Regions from separate parts of the Sus scrofa genome. Here all the other regions are linked to region 3. The links are chromatin contacts, called in public Hi-C and HiChIP or PLAC-seq maps. All regions are on one chromosome and are shown on one strand. The core of a region is the stretch at or near the end of the contact, and the rest is flanking DNA. Distances in the headings are between cores, read along the strand shown. Region 1 holds the start of FANCB (Fanconi anemia group B protein). Region 2 holds the start of LOC100621626 (carbonic anhydrase 5B, mitochondrial). Region 3 holds the start of PIGA (phosphatidylinositol N-acetylglucosaminyltransferase subunit A).

Region 1 (4,419 bases), core at 705-3,204, 480 kb after region 3:
TGAATTCGCCAGCCCTGGCCTAGCCACTAACACCAGGGACTTGGAGCAAATCACTTAATCTCTCTAGACCTTACTTTTCTCACTGGAAAACTGAGAAGGCTGGACCAATGAGACCTTTAAGATCTTACCTACTGCTCAATTTCTGACTCTATTCTGCTTCCTCCGTTGGGCACAAGTAAGTAACTCTTGGGGAGCACACTAGCTCAAGTTCTGGGTCACTTCTTAAAATATTATAAACCTTGCAGCTATGAGAGTTACATTTCTATAGAACATACCTCCAGAATTCTGTCTTTCCTGGAAGTAGTTATATTATTAGAAATGAGATCTCTGGGCTAAAAGTGAACAGAGTGCTTTTGCAACTCTCTGGTACAATGTTTGGGACGTGAAGAAAACTGACAGGGAGGGATTAAAAGACTTACCAAGTTATTCGGAACAGATTTCTTTATTTGTTCTAGGTCATCAACTGACATGTAATCTAGGGCAGTCTCAGGTTTCAGGGAACCTCTGCTCAGCACTAGAGTCAAGATATGGAAACTGGACTCCTTGCACAGGAACCAAAACGACTACTGAGGCAAAATACTGAGAGCCTACTATGTGCTAAGCCTGTGCCACACACTTTGATATATGCTTCTGTTTAATCTGCCTAACCTAATGATCTGAATTTCACAGATAGGGAATCAGGGGCTCAGGAAAGACAAGCAAGCTATTAAGTGGTTAGACTATTTACTCCATATTTATAATAAATTATCCTGCATGGTTTTCAAAATTACCATACAAGGATGAAATCAACACTTAAATATCCGACAACTCAGGTATCTATGACATCAGGACACGGAACGTTCACCTAAGAAATCAATTCTGGACACCCAGATACTTTGCTAGGTACAGTGTGGGATGAAAAGATAAGAACTAGTTCCAGCACAGGCAGGCCTACTTTGTGGATAGCGTGCTGGGTTGTATGAAGTGCAATTAAGCAAAATATCCAAGGAATCTGGATCCCCAATTAAGTACACGTGAATAGTATTACGGCCATTTTCAGGTTCATTTTCTCGATTTTTGCTGGTGAAAGGTCAGCAGAGGAAACGTGGACTGCGCAATGTCAAGTGTCCTGCAAGTTCCAGAAACTCCAGAGGCTAGAAACACAAATTTCCAACTTGCATTAACCCTTTAGGAAGCAATGGGCGTATCAGTTGCCCAATCAGTATACGTGCCATATTACAGAGAAAAAAACTTGGAAACGTTTACCGCACGGTCCCCCGTGAGGACCGAAATGGTCCCTAACGCCTCCCACGGAGACACCCTCAAACATCCCCAGCAAAGTTGGGGACGCTCACTGCACACCTGCCTTAACGCCGAGAACTCACCTGCCACATACTCAGCTTCGAACCTCCGTCGGACGTCAGCGATGAGCTTGGGTTTATTCTGGGCTTGGTACTAGAAGGGAGACACGAAAAAACGCTCGGACACCACGCGCACCACCCCACTTCCCTTCAGCCCAGCCCACCTGCACCTGGGCGCGCGGCCCCCGGGCCTCAGAGGCGGCTTCCGGATCCGCTTTGGGGAGGGGGGGCGGCAGCACACGGTGCGGTCTGCTCCTCACCTCGGCCATGGTTGCGCTCGCGGACGTGATCGCAGCTGCCGTCACCGCTTCCACAGCTGAGATCCAAATATCTCATCACTAGCCAAGCCGGCCCGTAGGTAGAAGGAAGGGCGGGACGTGGAGGCGGTCGCGTGACAAGGGAAGGCGGGCGGAAGCACCGCCACGCCGCCCAATCCAGTGCGGCCGCCTGGGTCTGCAGGCGGTACCAGGCCCTCAGCGTGGCTTTCCATTCGCTTCTCTTTCGGTCCCCACCCCGCGACCGTCAGCCGGCGGATCGCGGGCGCTTCCCCAGCCAAGCTCCGCCCGTGCGAGCTCCGTCTGCCATTCGTTTTCACAACATTCCCCGGAGGCCCCGCCTCCTCGGCCTCCCTTGGCAACCGTGCTCTGGGCTGTAGGGCAGGCTCCGCCTCCTCCGCGCAGGACGCAGCCTCGGGCCTGGGCCTCCCAAGATGCAGCGCGCGGGCGGGAGGTTTGGAGCTTCCTTACTTGGTGCTTGTTTGCGGCGTCGGGGACGCGGCGGCTGCGGGACGCGGGACCTCCAGCTCAGAGGTAGACTCGGCGGTGTGTGCCCTGACCTGACCTTCAACGAGGGGGTGGCGGGGCTGGGTTTGCTCTCCTAGTCCCTTCGTTACGGAAGAGCGGGAAGGAAGTGGGCGTCCCGGGGCCTGTGCTCGTCATTCTCTGGAAGGATAGCTAGATACCAAGTGCTTGCTCTATTGGGGGATTTTTTCGCTTGAAAGTTTCTTCACCTCTGCAGCGTCTTTCCCGCTTGGAGTGTGAGATATTTAACAAAGGATGTGTCTTCGAAATCTTTAAGACAGATATATAAAGGTCAAAGTTAGAAAGCGTCTGTCAGTTTATTAATGTAGTTCTCAACCAGGGCGATTTTGTCTCCCAGGGAACTTTTGGCAGCATCTGGAGACCTTTTTGGTTGTCGCAGCTGAAAACTACAAAGAAATTATAAGAAGAAAAGAACAATCCCCGTATTCTCACCATCCATAGTCAGCCATGGTGGACACTTGAGCTTTGCCCCAAACGTTTTTTATATTTGACTTTTTATGGGGAGAAAAGCCACTTTGTTTAAAAAGTATTTGAACACATCCCTGAAATAGTATTTCAGACATAGCTACAGTCTTTATCTGGCTCCACTGCCCAATGGTGATATTCTCTTCTCCACACTAATCAGAGCTTGTTTGTATTGGTTTAAGAACCTCTAAATTGAATCTTAGTTTTACTTGTTTTCAGGTCATTTCTTTCTGAGAAAAGAAAGTTACCACTTATTTCATAGGCTTAAAGGTTTATCTTATGAACATATGCTAAGAACTTTAAAAATGTATCCTCAATATAAAATAAAACATGTGAATGCAATAAGCTTTGAGATTACAAAAAGCTTGAGGTAAAAATTTATAAATTAATATATTAATTGCTTCTAATTTTTAACTCCAAAGATGGCCCATTTAAAATAACTTGCATTGGAGTTCCTGTTGTGGCTCAGCAGTTAATGGACCAGACTAGTATCCATGAGGACGTGAGTTTGATCCCTGGCCTCGCTCAGTGGTTTAAGGATCTGGTATTGCCGTGGCTGTGGTGTAGACCCACAGCTACAGCTCCCATTTGACCCCTAGCCTGGAAACTTCCATGTGCCTCAGGTGCGGCCCTAAAAAGACAAAAAACAAAACAAACAAAAAACCTTACATTGAAAATGTGCATGTTTTACAATACTGTTTCAAAATTTGAAAAATGACCTTTCATGTAACAGCTATTTATGTCTTTTAGTCTATTTGAGTTTATGTCCATGAGAATGTTGTTTGCATAGAGCTCATGCTAAAAGCATGTTGGGTCAAGATTATACTAGGACTTTGAATGCCGTGCCAAGCTTTATAGCAATGGTTTGCAACCTTTTATCTCTACATTATTGGTCATCCATCATCCATATATTCAATATACATTGTTTAGTGTCTGTCTTTCCAGGTTCAGGGATCATAGATCTGTCGGAAGTTGATGGGGGGTAGGTAGGTGCATGAAAAACTTTTGAATTAGGGAACAGAGATCAAGTTTGTGTTTTAGAACAGTAACTGAAGTAGCATAAATAAATTTGATATATTGGAGGAGAGAGACGAGAGTAGGGAGGACACGTTAAAAGGCTTTTACTGCAACCCAGGTGAGTGATGAAAGCTTAAACCATTGTGGCAGTTGGAACAGAGAGTTGGAAGAAACAAGTTTCTAAGTTAAGGATCTTGGTGATACCATTAACAGAACAGAATGTAAGAGGCCACATTTTCCAAACTCATAACTTTATCAACGTGCAACAGTACATACTCTAAAGTTTAGTGAAGGGGGCGATTCCACTAGCCGTTTAGCAATCAGATCCTCCTTACTCCTGTTACACTTGGGTATTGGCAAACCAGAGCATTGTGTTGCTTACACATTAGCTCTGACTTTTAATATTAAAATAACAAAATTCTTTTTTGGACAGAAGTTATTTTTGGTTCTTTTTAGTATTATTAAGAAATCTGGGAGTTCCTGTTGTGGCTCAGTAATAATGAACCCTACTAGTATCCATGAGGATGTGGGTTCGATCCCTGGACTTGCTCAGTGGGTTAGGGATCTGGCGGGGCTGTGGCTGTGGCCTAGGCTGGCAGCTGCAGTTCTGATTCAACCCCTAGCCTGGGAACTTCCATATGCTGCACAGGATGCCTTAAAAAGCAAAATAAGGGAGTTCCCGTCGTGGCACAGTGGTTAACGAATCCGACTAGGAACCATGAGGTTGCGGGTTTGATCCCTGCCCTTGCTCAGTGGGTTAACGATCCGGCGTTGCC
Region 2 (4,575 bases), core at 1,502-4,001, 340 kb before region 3:
CGCTGGCCTACACCACAGCCACAGCAACGCGGGATCCTTCACCCACTGGATGAGGCTAGGGATTGAACCAAAACCTCGCGGTTCCCAGTTGGATTCGTTAACCACTGAGCCATGACAGGAACTCCTAAAAGCCTTTTAAAATCATTCAGAGATTGTGCATTTGTTAAATGCCTTGGCTCTTAAACCCCACCCAATTAAGTCACTTATACTTATGCAGAACACCAAAAAAAAAAAAAAAAAAAAAAAAAACCCCAAACAAAAGCTACTGAAGGTTGTTTTCATTTCTACAACTACATAGGGAAAAAAAGTCCTTTATTCTTATCAGACTGACTTTCTCACCTTCTGATTTAGAAAAGAAGACAACTTTTTGCAATTCTCTGGAGTTTAAATTAGAAGTTATAGCTCTGTATCTCGACTGAGAAAGCTCAGCTCCCTACTGTCACCCACATCTCTGGGAGTCTCATGCCAGTCTGGGGCTGCCAAGTGTTCCATTTCTATAATTGCTTAGTGTGCTGCAACTAACTGCTCTGCTGCAATGATATGAAAAGCATTTCCCTCTTTCCATCAGATTTCCTCAATATTCATATTCAGTCAAAATTTGCTCAAGATTTATTGTGTTTCAACCCTGAGTGGAGGGTTTTACCTTGCTCCAGGGCTAACAGAGCAGGTGTGTACAGGCCCAGAAATGATGCCCTTGCTGCATTTGGTCTTTATGTGAATTTCAGACCTGGTATTGCATTTACAATTTCTGAGCTAAGTAGGAAAGCCTTATAAAGTTGAAAAGTTTTCATTTCCAAAATATTCAAGAACAGTGTAGTTCCTTATCAGGGTGAACTATGGTGCACTGCGGTCCTCAGTGCAGGCTGAGAACACAGACCCCTCTGACGGATGTGCAGGGTTAGCTTATGGTAGTGTGTGGAGCAGCTTCTTTCACCAGAAATTTCTGACTTCTCTCCTATTCCAGCAAGACCTTCAAACAGCAGAGTGATGGCCACACTGTCAGCAAAAGGATGAAGAAGAAAGAGAAAGCAATGGGGTTTACAGTGGTTGACAAAGAATTGAGTTCTAACCAAAATAAAATGTACACATCTTCATTATCTCCCCATATTTTTCAAGCTTCCTCAGCAAAAATAAATGCTAGGGAACTACACATTAATAATAACGACTTCCCAGCATCCTCAAAGCTGTAACTTTTATTTTTTAATTCATGCCAGAAAGAATCACAACCACTAACAACGTTATTTTGTAAGTTCTTCCCCCCTCTAGTTCTGGGCTGGGGTACAAAAGGAAAAGGAAAGGAAAAATAACCGAGGAGGAGAGAAGGCTCAGATGTGTCCACACGACACGGCGCTGATCCCTTGCCCTGGGGTTGGTTGCGAGTCCGTCCGTAGCCCTTGGCATAGCCAGGGAAAAGGTCAACAATGCAGATCGTAGTGAATGCCAGCTTGCTGTGCCCCGGTTTCTAAAACCGCAAGTCCCCCACTTCCAAAATTCTCTAACAGCTGCTCTACCGTTAAATGCACAAAACCCGGACGCGGTGTGGTTTTCTGAAGACCTCATAGCGGAGGAAAAGGGTTGAGAGTAGGAAAGGAGCAATTCCCTGCCTCTTCCCCCACATCCTGGCGGGACCAACACCTGTCCTCGTTCCAGGGCCCAGTGCAGCACCTGGTCGTGTGCAGGAGGGTGCCTGTTCTCTTTGCTAGGCTAGGTTCCCCTGCTGTCCACGCTCCATATCGCGATCCGACCTTACCAGAATGTTTAGCTGACCGTAAACCCCTCTGTTAGCTACCAGAAGCGGCTAATGTGCGCGGCCATATTGAACACGCCCCTCGTCCCGCCCCTTACGTCACACGTCATATACGCAATCACGTCACGCCTTCGTTCGCCCGGCCCACGTCCTGACAAAGCCTGAAGTACTGCTCCGGCAAAACTCCCCGCGTCGGAACCCGAACTTGTTTTCCGACGAGCCAGGGTCCGGGTCTGCGCCTGCCCTCCGCCCCAACTACGTCTGTGCTGCCATGGCTGCGGGCATCCCGCTCCACTCAAGCGCCTGCGCGCTAACTTGGTCCCGCCCCTGGCCTCCGCTCAGGCCCATCCCTACTTGGAGCTGGGCCATCTTTGTCGAACCCCCTGAGTGCAGCAAAGCCACACCCCCAGGGACGCGCCGCGTCCCCACGTTCAAGGTACGTTCTTACGCTGCACCTACACAGGGCCGTCCTTTTTGTTACGTCACTCGCGTCCCCTACACTACCCCTGGGACCGCCTTTCCATCGGCGTCCACGCCCCTGGACCCTTCTTCCTTGCGCTTTCCCCTTATCCTCCGGGCCACACTCCTTGCGCAGACCCCAAGCTCCTCCCTTGTGTCCCTCTCTTGGCTTTCCACTCTGGTAATTCCTCCGTTCTCTGCCAGAGCTCCCCGCTCCCGCAATCTCGACCGAATCTGCCTTGCCCTTACGGGCAGCTGCGCCACGCTCTTCACGGCCTAAGTCCCACAATTTCAGGGCTTACCGCTTGGCTCGGCCTAGGCCACGCCCCTCTCGACGTTTGCCGTCGCTGACGCTCCTTCCCACGGTGTCCAGGCCCCGCCCCTCAGTCCTGGGCCCCATTTTTTCTCTTCTAAGTTCTCCTCTCCTTTGTCTTGGCCAATCCCAGCGCTCAGCGCACACCCCACCTTAAGATCTTGAGATCCTTGTTGGGCACCCTCACTCCGCGCGTGCGCATTTCCCTACACTTCCGTCACGGCTGCTCACCGCATTCTCAGACCATCCACTTGTAGTTGCACACTGGCCAGGTCCACGCCTCCTGCTCTCCCTCTGCAGGCGGAGCCTGGTCCTGGGAAGCCGGAGTGGAACAGCCAGGGCCCACGAATTTCCCGAACTAAGTCGCCCAGGTCTCAGAGCTAGATGTCAGAGCCATTTATAGAGTGAAACAAGCCTGCATATATCTGATCCCCGTCTAAAAACAGTCTTTCTTCATATTTTTCCCAGTTCCAAACACCACATCTCTAGGAGCAGAAACCAGATAGGAAACATAACTGAGGACCAACTGGAACTGTGTTCCTACCAGCTCCTCAGCTGACTTTAAATGCTAGCTGGCTGCACGCAGTAAGCACACCCTTCTACTTCCTGATGTCGCCTTCACACGACTTTTCCTAGGCACCTAGTGCCCTCCTGCAGTCTAGGGCCTGTGGAGACAACAACACCACACTTAAGATCTCTGCCCCTTGCTCCGAGATTAATCTTCTTTACTTCATTTACAATTCTGGGTCCACAGGAAAAATGTGAGGAGGTTATTATTACCAGCTTTTTTTTCCTGTCCAAAAGTCTCTGAATGGCACTCCTAGGGAAAGGGCCCTTTCCATGAGCCATTTAGTTATTCATTGAAATCCTGTTTATGGAGTACTGTGTTCCAGTGACAGAGCAAACCTAAAGGAGTTTTGTTTTTTTTAAATCATCTTTATTCTCAAACACAAAAAAAGAAATGCCAAAACAAAAACTCCTGGAAAAGTTAAAAATGAAGCAAAAGAAAAAAAAGTAAATATTCACTGAAAGAAAGCTGGTATATTAATATTCATATCAGACAAATAAAAGAATAAGCATTAAAAGAAAAAGACTATCTACTGATAAACAATCCGACAGAAGAAAAAGCGTCAACATGTATGTACCAAAAACATTGCCTAAAATATGTAAATATAATATGTAAAACAAATATGTAACAAACATGTTCAGACTCGCAGGGACAAATTCACAATTTTTCCTTAAAATCCATAATACTTTAATCCTCCCCTCTTAGAAAATAGTAGCTAAATCTGACAGAATTAGTAAAGAATATTTACCAAGGAAACTTTTTTGTTTTTTTCTATTTTATTTTTAAAATTTGTTTAATGATTTTAATTTTTTCCATCATAGCTGATTTACAGTGTTCTGTCAATTTTCTACTTACTGTACAGCAAGGTGACCCAGTCACACATACATGTATACATTCTTTTTGTCATATTATCATGCTCCATCATAAGTGATTAGATAGAGTTCCCAGTGCTATACAGCAGGATCTCATTGTTTATCCATTCCAAAGGCAATAGTTTGCATGTGTGAACCCCATATTCCTGGTCCATCCCACTCCCTCCCCCTTGACAACCACAAATCTGTTTTCCATGTCCATGAGTTTCTTTTCTGTGGAAAGGTCATTTGTGCTGTGTATTAGATTCCGGATATGAGTGATATCATATGGTATTTGTCTTTCTCTTTCTGACTTAATTCACTTCATATGAGTCTCTAGCTCCATTCATGTTGCTGGCATTATTTTGTTCTTTTTTATGGCCGAGTAGTATTCCATTGTGTATATATACACCACATCTTCTTAATCCATTCATCTGGCGATGGACATTTGGGTTGTTTCCATGTCTTGGCTGTTGTGAATAGTGCTGCAGTGAATATACAGGTGCATGTATCTTTCTTAAAGAAAGTTTTTTCTGGGTATATGCCCAAGAATGGGATTGCTGGGTCATAGTTCTAGATTTAGTTTTCTGAAGTACCTCCATCCTGTTTTCCATAGAGGTTGTGCCAATTTATATTC
Region 3 (4,345 bases), core at 899-3,398:
CCCCCACAGAGACTCCACAACAGTGTGCCTTTACTGATAGCTATTTATAAAGGTTAGCTGATTCTACAGTATTTAAAATACAAGGAACCTTTCAAGAAAAGTGGATTGCTTTTTAAATCATTGTTAAAAGGTATATAAAAGCTAGGAGAGGTGAAGAGCTTTTAAAACACACTATGTTTAATATTCCTTGTATTCACCCCAAAGCCTTTACAGAGTAGGTGCTCAGTAAATGTTTGATGAGAAAGATAGAAAATATGTATTCTCTTTTGAAAATAGCTCACGAGTTTTTTTTTGTTTTTTGTTTTTTGTTTTTTTTTGAAGTATTGGCATCAGGATCTTACAAGATTCATGGTGGAATTTCAAGTGTGTGTTGTGATCAGAATTATGGCAGAGACAAACCAGGGGCTCAGTAAATGAGGCTTAACTCTCATTTATACCCTCCAGAATTTCAGCCCATATTCTTTATCTTAAGACCTATTGCAAAGATGAAAAGGAGACCAAAGCAATGCTGTACCATCTGGTAGTGGTTGTTTCCACCTGTGAAGCCAACTGCAAATTAATAAGCTTGAATAAGTATTCTTGAGCCTAAATCATCTTTATTCTCTGATGCATCAATATTAACACAGGGCAGAGTATCTATTCCCACTTGAGCCTTACTCATTAAAGTTAACTCATTAATACACTTCAAATACTACAACCAAAATGCTCTTTTATTTATATCAGTATGCTGTAATTTTTACAAGGTACACCCCTTGAATTTTTTTCAATACATTTAATTGGGTATATGTATCAGGAATTGTGCAGGTACTGAATAAATTCATTAACACAACAAAAACTTATTTGGTGTCTATTACCAGGAACAGATCCTGCTTCAGCTTACTCTCTGGCTGGGAGGGCAGACATTTAACAAGGAAATACAACTGCCAATTTTCAGAAAGAGGTACATGTGAGATCCCAAGAAGACAGAAGTCTCCAAGGATTACGTTGAGGCAGAAGGGGGGTGGGGTAGTGGGGGTGTGGGTGGCGGTGCAGCAGCCAGGCAAACAAGTTGAATCATCTCTTGATGAATGCTTTACTAGCATATGGCCAAAGTACTATCAAAATATAAAAGAGGGAGGATTTAATTCTCTCTGGAGGTTTGGGGAAGGCATCACAAAGGAGCTGGAATTTTCAGGGATGAATAGGCTTTCTACAGGCTTAAAATGGGTGCTGGAAGCTGTGGTTGATGGTGCTCAGAAAGGCATTTGCTTGACCGGGGAACTCCGTGTACCAACTGTGAGGGGGTGGATAACCACCAGACCACTCCCATTTATTCATTACCCTCTTGGCCAAGCACCATGATAGCCAGTAGAACCAGTTTGAACAGGAGTTGATACTTCAGGCCAGACCTCAGATTTTTTCTCCAGAGTGGAGAGTTGCCAGAAAAAATACAGGATGCCCAGTTAAATTTGAATTTCAGATAAACGACGAATAATTTTTTAGTAAAGTCCCCGATACTAGGGACATAACATAAAAAATTATTTATCTGATATTCAAATTATTTAAAAAATTGACCTGACATTTGTGTATCTTTATTACCTCAGGCAATTCTACCAGAGGGGTAAGAACCTGGGGAATCGGCTGTGGCACAGATAATAACAAAACGCCACCACGACTCCGACTTTCTGTAGCCTTCTCAGCCAAAAGTCTGAATTGGAAGCCACAGAGAACAGGTTTCCAAAATGAGACGCTGTAACTAGGCAACCAAGGCACCAAACCCACCCGTCCGCAAGATCCGCGTTTAGAAGTGCGGTGCATCCTGGGAATGAGTTTTCTAAGTTCGGATTCGCCTCCGGAGGCGACGGGACTACAACTCCCAGGAGCGCGGAAGGGTCCTGTGAAGCACGCTGGGAGTGCCGGTTTTACTCCGTCGAAGGGTCCTGGTGGGCTGGCTCCTTGTTTAGCAAGAGGCCAAGGCCAATTTTGAGAAAATCTCAACATTAAGAATTCATATAAAAGGTTAAACAGAGGATTACTGCTTTCCATCGAAAGAAAACTAGTCTTCCGGAACATCGTGGCGATATGTGCACGCGCGCGCTGACGTTGCAACCCGCGCTGACGGGTGGGGAACTGAGCGTCTCTCCTGCACGTGACCCCAGCGCCTCTTCGTGATTGGTCCTCTCGGGGGCGCGGCGCTCGGGCGCGGACGCCCCGGATTGGTGCTTCGGGGCAGCGGGGTGGGACTCCGGCTGCAGCCGCGGGAGGTCCGGACACTGGCGGCCATGGGACTAGCCGGTAAGTGCGCGTTTGACCTCCCCGGGCTAGCCACTGTCTGCCTCTTTTAGCTGGGACTGAACTGCCCCCAGGAGAGCGTGGCCCACGATGGAGTGGGCGAAGCCGACCCGGTGTAAGGCTCGGAAGTGGGGACCGAGGGTCTTCGGAGTCGAGTGGGGATGAGGGTGCGCTTCGGCGGCCGCGCTGTAGCCGGTTCTGCGACGGTTAACGCGGGCAGAGCGAACGGCTCCGGGACCGCCGGCCTCAACCTTTTGCCCACTCTCTGGCCCTTTTCCTCTTGGGGCCTGGCGAGACCCCGCCTGACTCTGACGGGATCGCTGACTGAGTCGTTTCGTCCCTTCTTTGGCCCTGGCGCTGCCCAGCAACCGCTCAGTGAGTGAAGCCGGGACGGTTCCCTGGGGGTGGGTGAGAGCCCCTTCGCCTAGATTCCGAGGCTCCACCAGGTTTAAGGCTCCTCAGGACTCTCTGCTCCTCAGGACTGTTCAGGGACTCGGTGGCCGTGGCCGTATTTATGACCATCTCGCATTTGCCGCTTAAGTGGCCGGGTGGGGACCTCGGACAAATCGCTCAACTTGTGTGACTTCTCATTTGTAAAATAAGAGCTATCCAGTAGCTCTTTAAGCCTCTCTTCAGCTTTAAAACCTTAAGGTTCTGTGACTGTGACGTTTGTTGGGCTTTTACGCCGTGATGTTAGGCTGATTTCCTCACAAGATATTGCGGATTAATGACAGAACTTTAAATGATTTCATTTGGTTCTTTATTAACTGCTTTCATTATCGCTCATCTTTTAAAATTAAATGGAACTGGAAATTCGGGATTAGGTGACAAACCACAGAGGACGACTTAAAAGTGCAGACTTGAAGAGTGTCATGATTTGGTAGTAGTGAATCTCAATTAGTATTCAGGTCAACAAACACATAATGGAGTGTTTCTAAGACTATTTTTAAAGTAAAGATGACTGTTAATTTGCTTTTTTTGAGTTTGTGGTGAAATCGGAAACTCAGGTTCTAAGGATGGCTTCCCATTGAATAGTTGAGTTTCTGGAAGCATGGAAATCTCAACGTGTAAAGCTGAGGAAGAGTTTCACTCACTTTCCAAGCCTCTCTTTAGCTTTAAACAGCTAAGCATTGATAATCATACTGAATATTGAGCGTCCATTTTGTGCTGATGATCTTGGGAACCCCTGAGCTGAACATCTACTTTAGATGGAGAAAATGGCCCCAGGTCCCTCCCTTTGCATCTCTAGATCAGATTCCAGACGGAAGGGAGGGACGCTCCTGGAGGCAAAACCAAAATAACAAAGGTTAAGAAAATGGAGGGAGCGGCTTGATGTCATCATTCTTGAATAAGGAAGGAGAATGTGGAGGTCTGCGGCGGCGCTGCAGGTGACACTTTAAAAAGCTGCTCTCTGGAGTTCCCGTCACGGCTCAGTGGAAACGAATCTGCCTAGCATCCATGAGGACACAGGTTTGATCCCTGACCTTGCTCAGTGGGTTAAGGATCCAGTGTTGCTGTGAGCTGTGGTGTAGGTCGTAAAGGCAGCTCGGATCCCACGTGGCTGTGGATGTGGCCAGCAGCTGCAGCTCCGATTCGCCCCCAAGCCTGGGAACATCCATGTGTCGTGTGTGCGGCCCTAAAAAGACAAAAAAAAAAAAAAAAAAAAAGCTGCTCTAAAAGACCGTTCTAGGCGTTCATGCTGTGGCACAGTGGATTAAGAATCCAACTTCTGTGGCTTGGGTGGCTATGCAGGTGCGGGTTCCATCCAGGCCCGGCCTAGTGGGTTAAAGGATTCCGCATAGGTCCAGCCACGGCTCATATTCAGTCCCTGACCAGAGAACTTCTATATACCATGGGTGCAGCCATTAAAAAAAAAAAAAGAACAAGAAAGTTCTAACTCCAGGTATATCTTAGTATAAGCCACAGAATTTATACTAGCAGAACTTGAGATTCATTGAGTCGGTGGCTAAGCTCTAGAATGAGCTTCACAAACTTTTCCTGTAAAGAGCTATGTATTTAATTATTAGAATGTACTGGTTTGTTAGCATGGCAAATTATTATATAATGTGGTGTA

What was found. Hi-C and Micro-C count contacts between places; a contact is called where the count stands out from the background. HiChIP or PLAC-seq counts read pairs in DNA pulled down with a chosen protein or histone mark.
Region 1: a contact with region 3 is called in a Hi-C map of embryonic fibroblasts, with 2.8 times the contacts expected there. The contact joins the promoter of FANCB here to the promoter of PIGA in region 3. A contact is called at or near these places in 2 of 5 promoter capture datasets (fetal liver and liver), 1 of 47 Hi-C or Micro-C datasets (embryonic fibroblasts) and 1 of 2 datasets of contacts at active chromatin or transcription factors (alveolar macrophages).
Region 2: a contact with region 3 is called in an H3K27ac HiChIP or PLAC-seq map of alveolar macrophages. The contact joins the promoter of LOC100621626 here to the promoter of PIGA in region 3. A contact is called at or near these places in 1 of 5 promoter capture datasets (fetal liver) and 1 of 2 datasets of contacts at active chromatin or transcription factors (alveolar macrophages).

Annotation. Positions count from the first base shown.
Region 1 is chrX:11,406,493-11,410,911 of Sscrofa11.1, reverse strand. FANCB (Fanconi anemia group B protein) reads left to right here and starts at 1,954. Exons shown (of 9, transcript XM_021080514.1): 1 at 1,954-2,149. MOSPD2 (motile sperm domain containing 2) reads right to left here and starts at 1,722. Exons shown (of 15, transcript NM_001195355.1): 1 at 1,601-1,722; 2 at 1,365-1,434. The coding sequence starts at 1,609.
Region 2 is chrX:12,222,301-12,226,875 of Sscrofa11.1, reverse strand. LOC100621626 (carbonic anhydrase 5B, mitochondrial) reads right to left here and starts at 2,751. Exons shown (of 6, transcript XR_002340663.1): 1 at 2,509-2,751.
Region 3 is chrX:11,884,322-11,888,666 of Sscrofa11.1, reverse strand. It overlaps PIGA (phosphatidylinositol N-acetylglucosaminyltransferase subunit A), which reads left to right and starts at 2,148. Exons shown (of 5, transcript XM_013985923.2): 1 at 2,148-2,274. The coding sequence starts at 2,262.